Regions from separate parts of the Callithrix jacchus genome. Here region 2 is linked to region 1. Evidence: chromatin contacts called from public Hi-C data. All regions are on one chromosome and are shown on one strand. The core of a region is the stretch at or near the end of the contact, and the rest is flanking DNA. Distances in the headings are between cores, read along the strand shown.

Region 1 (2,527 bases), core at 18-2,517:
GGATGAAGCTGGAAACCATCATTCTCAGCAAACTGACACAAGAACAGAAAACCAATCACCGCATGGTCTCACTCATAAGTGGGTGTTGAACAATTTGAACACATGGACACAGGGAGGGGAATATCACAAACTGAGGCCTGTTGCAGGGTGGGGGATCTAGGGGAGGGATAGCAGGGGGTGGGGCGATTGCGGAGGGATAACGTTAGGAGAAATGCCTAATGTAGTGACCAGAGGATGGATGCAGCGAGCAACCATGGCATATGCATACCTATGTAACAATCCTGCACAATCTGCATGTGTACCCCAGAACTTAAAGTATAATAAAAAAGAAAGAAAGAAAGAAAAAACATAGTATAGATGCTCCTCAACTTACAATGGGGGTACTTCCCAATAAAGCTATGTAAAGCTGAAAAATTCTAAGTCAAACCACGGTAAGTCAGTCAGGGTCCTTCTGTATATATAGGGTTCTGTACTATCCGCGACTTCAGACATCCACTGGGGGTCTTGGAATGTACACCCCTCAGATAGGGGAACTACTATTTTCTTATGATCAGTTCCACTTTTCTAATAAGAATGGATACAAGCTATAGTATAGGCAACCAAGATACACTACCTCTTACTTCAGGGTCTTATGAAGGTCAGAACTAAGAGACTTTAGACCTCAGCCCTCTCTTGCCATCTTCTCTCTCTGGTACACTTTTCCCTAGTTTTCCCAGACAGAATTAATCACTGGCTCAGTGTTTCCAAGGAACACTGCAGATGCCTCTATGAAACTACTCGGGCAAGTCAACAGCCCACAGTATTGCAGGGTACTTGGATTAAAGCGAACCCAGCCTCTGTATGTACCTGTCGAGCACGCTACCTAAGAAGACAGCGTGGCCCACCACTGGGAAACTTCGACTCCAACAGTCCTCCCACCCACGGATAAATGATCTCCTCCGCAGAGACAGCAGCCCTAAGTTCGGTGCTGTCCAGAACATTCTCAGGACGCAAAAGGAGGCCACCTACGGGCCTCCCCCTCTCTGCTCAGGCCCCGTACAGAGGGGCAGCCAGGGCAAATGGGATCATGGAAGCCACCCTAGGGTCCCAGGGCCTGGAGCGTCCCTGAAAAGACCTGCTTACAGGCAGCCTCAGACCTAACCTTGCTCACCCATCCTCTGGCCCGGGCCGTCAGCGGCCCTAACGGCCACCATCCCCAACCGCCGCGGGCTCTAACTCACCACTGCACTGCCAAGATGCACGTCGGAAGCCGGGCTCCGCGCGACTCCGACGCGCAAAGATGAGCTCATGGAGGGGGCGGGGCATAGCGCCGGCCCCGCCCTCAAGGCGTGGAGCGTGTCTCAGCGCCCTCCGCCGTCCCTAGGCGGGGCGCAGGGCAGACACGGAGGAGGGTGGGCGGAGAGAGGAGGGAGGAAGCCACGCCCTGCTTCCAGAGGCGTGGTCACCTAACGCTCCCGGAAGCGCAGACGTTTAGCTTTTGACAAATGCAGAGTTAGGTGCTTGCTATGACGCCTAAGCTGGTCTGGAAATCTTGAGGTCAAGCGATCCTCTCACCTGGGCTCCCAAAGTGCTGGGATTATAGGCTTGTACTTTTGAGATTGGACTAAAGGTAATGACTTCTGTTTCATTTTGTACTTTTGAGATTGGACTAAAGGTAATGACTTCTGTTGCTAAAATAAATTAAGTGAAATCGAGCGTTGCCTTTCAAACTGCTAGTCATGACCCATTAGCGTGACAGATATCAGTTTAATAAGTTGTCACTGACATTTTTTTTTTTTGAGAGCCGGGCGGGGTGGCTCAAACCTGTAATCCCAGCACTTTGGGAGCCCAGGTGAGAGGATCGCTTGAGCTCAAGATTTTCAGACCAGCTTAGGCGTCATAGCAAGACTTAGTGTCTACAAAAATTAAAACAATTAGCATGTACCTGCAGTTCCCGTTACTTGGGAGGCTGAGGCAGGAGGATCGCTTGAGCCCTGGAGATTGAGGCTACATTGAGCTGTGATCACACCACAGCACTCCAGGGTGGCTCACGCCTGTAATCCTAGCACTTTGGGAGTGGAAGATGGGTGGAACACTTGAGGTCAGGAGTTTGAAACTAGTCTGGCCAACATGGTGAAACTTCGTCTCTAGTAAAACATAAACGAAATTAGCCGGGCATGGTAGTACCTGCTTGTAATCCTAGTGACTCGGAAGGCTGAGGCAGGAGTATTGCTTGAACCCAGGAGGCAGAAGTTGCAGTGAGCCTAGATCATGCCATTGCACTCCAGCCTGGGCAAGAGAGCAAGACTCCACCTCGAACAACAACAAAAAAGAGATGGGAAGAGGCCCATGCCCCATTATGAAGAGGCTGCCCTTGCAGCTCAGGCGAGGTGGCTCACTCCTGTAATCCCAGCACTGTGGGAGGCTAAGGTGGGAGGATTGCTTCAGGCCAGGATTTCAAGACCAGTCTGGGCAACATAGTGAGACCCAATCTCTACAAAAAAATTTAAAGTTATAGACGCGGTGGTGTGCATGTGTAGACCCAGCT
Region 2 (2,527 bases), core at 13-2,512, 350 kb after region 1:
CAACTGTCTTCCAATTCCCACGTACAGATCTGGCGGCAGCTTGGGGAGGCAGGAGGAGAACCCTCTGGGAAGCTGAATCCAACTTCCTCAGGTCTTGAAGTTGGATTTTTGCCTGTTCTCCCCCTCCTCTTCCCCAGAGTGAAAGGAGGGTCCCAGGCAGGAGCTCGGTTGAGAACGTGTGGCGTTCTGAATAGTGGAGGCCTCGGCACCGAGGGCAGAAAGCGCTCTGGGCGCACAGCCGCACAGCAGACCGCCGGCCCGGCCCGCCAGGAACTCCCTGCAGCCCTGCCTGGTCCCGGACCCTCGCTATCCACCAGCCCTCCCAGGCACTCAAGAGCCTCCCAGCGGCGGGCCAGGGCCCGCTTCCCCCAGCAGGCTGGTCTGGAGAGCGGGAGGAAGCCGGGAGGCGCTGTCCGGGTGGAGGGTCACACAGCGACGCAGCCTGGGGCGCGGGGCGACGAGGACAGGAGGAGAGGCTGGCGCGCCGGCTCCAGCCCCAGTCCCGAGGCGACTCCCCTCTCCCCCAGGTGGCCTTGGCGAAGTCTTTAGCCTTCTCCGGCTACAGTTTTCCCTCTGTCAGTCAAATGAGGAGGTGGGCTGGATGCAGACGGTGGAGCGCCAGGCGTGGGCGCGACAGTTCGGGAGTCAGTGCGCGGGGCCGGGCGACCGTCAGCGCGGGGACGCGAACCCCCAGTTCCTGTGCCCAAGACAAAGGACCCGGTCCCGACCGCCGCATCACCCCGCGCCTACCAGCGCCCGCCAAGTGACTCCCAGGTTTGCTGGTGGCTAGGGGTGGGGAGTAAGCCGAAAGGGAAAAAGCTACCCCACCCAAGTCGCCGCCGCGCGGGAGCGGGTCTGCGCGGGTTCCGAGTCCCCGGGACCGCGCCCGCCCTCTCCGCTCGCCGGCGCGGTGCTCTCACCGGCAGCGCCTGAGACCCCGCGCCCACTCCCGCGTCCCTCCGGAGCCCTGACGCCGGTGCGCTTACCTGGCAGCAAAGACAGCAGCAGCAGCAGCCGCGGCGACGACAGCGCCCGGGGCGGCGAGAGCGGGCGGAAGCCCATGGCTGGTGGCCCGGCTGGCCGCGGACTCGGACAGTCGGAGCGGGCGCGGCGGGCGCAGAGACGGCCTCTCCCCATGCGGCTCCAGCGCAGACCCCGGACCCGGAGCCGTGCGAGCCGGGACGTGCGGGACTCCTCTCCGCTTCGCTGCCGCTGGGTTTCCGGCGCCCTCGGACCCGCGGGAGGACAAGAACCACCGGAGTCAAGCAGCGCTGAGCGCGGGCGCGGGAGTTGGTGGGGTGGGGCGGGCGGGGCGTGCGCGCTCTTGGGAAGGGGCTCCCGGCCCGAGTCCCCAGCGCCAGGCGGGCTCCCTCTGCGCGGGGCGGGGCGCCCCGGACGGCCGCGCCCGACCAGATCCGAGGTGCTGTCACCACCTCGAGGAAAAAAGAGGGACCCAGCCTCTCTGTCCCTGGCTTCCGGGGCGTGTGCAGCTGCCGCCGGGGGTTGGGACCACCGGGCCAGGCGCTGTAGGAGAGGCGCTAACACACTCTGGGAAGGAGGCCCTCACGCATTTCATGCTGTTAAGTAACTGTTAAATATTTTAGATGTCGTACTGGTAGTTTTTTAAGTCCTTATAGTTTAGGGACGGGTAGAACTCAGCTGAAACAATACTGGCCGCGAGTTGCTCATTGTCGAGGCAGGATGATGGTACCTAGAGGTTGGGTATACTGTTCTCTTTCCTTTAGAATTTGTTTGAATTGCTGCTTAATGAAAAGTTAAAGAAAGATAAAGAAGACAGAATTTAAAATGAGGCTTCATTTGCTCTTTTTCTTCTTTTTCTGAGACAAAGTCTCACCCTGTCGCCAGGGCTACAGTGCGGTGGCTCCATCTCGGCTCACTGTAGCCTCCACGTGCCTGGCTCAAGTGATCCTCCCACCTCAGCCTCTGGGGCAGCTGGTACTACAGGCAGGCGCCACGGCGTCTAGTTAATTTTTAATTTTGTGGAGAGGGACATCTACCTATGTTGCCCAGACTGGTCTGGAACTCCTGGGCTTAGCAGTTCTCCTGCCCTGGCCTCCCAAAGTGCTGGGATTTCAGATGTGAGGCACTTTGTATGCCTCATTTGCTCTTCTGATAGAGCAATCTGAGAGGGCACTGGGGTTCTCACCCTAGTCCCCTGCGGAATCCCTCTGTCCCCTTCCCCATCACCATCTGCAACCCCAGGAATGTGCACTGATTGGCCAGGCAGGGGGCCTGGGAGCCTCCTGCCCTCACTGACCACCCACCAGGGATGGGGGGCAGCTTGATGCTGGCTTCTTTGACATCCCTTTATCACAGGGGGAAGTTCTGTTGTAAACTCTCTGCCTGGCATTCAGCAAATTGTGAGTTGCCTTTATTGTTTCCAGAATGTGCTGCCTACCCATATTAAAACCAAACAAAAAGAGACAGTGTGTGGAATGGAAAATGTTTGTAAGAATTGGCACCCACTTCTCAGGCTCCCAATTAGAGCATTCTCATCTCCTGGCAA

Evidence for each region. A called contact is a pair of places that touch in the nucleus more often than the background predicts.
Region 2: a contact with region 1 is called in a Hi-C map of induced pluripotent stem cells, with 2.2 times the contacts expected there. The contact joins the promoter of CHRNA3 here to the promoter of SKIC8 in region 1. A contact is called at or near these places in 2 of 3 Hi-C or Micro-C datasets (induced pluripotent stem cells and skeletal muscle).

Annotation. Positions count from the first base shown.
Region 1 is chr8:25,648,652-25,651,178 of calJac240_pri, forward strand. SKIC8 (SKI8 subunit of superkiller complex) reads right to left here and starts at 1,268. Exons shown (of 11, transcript XM_078334017.1): 1 at 614-1,268.
Region 2 is chr8:25,994,624-25,997,150 of calJac240_pri, forward strand. It overlaps CHRNA3 (cholinergic receptor nicotinic alpha 3 subunit), which reads right to left and starts at 1,263. Exons shown (of 6, transcript XM_017966215.4): 1 at 987-1,263. The coding sequence starts at 1,137.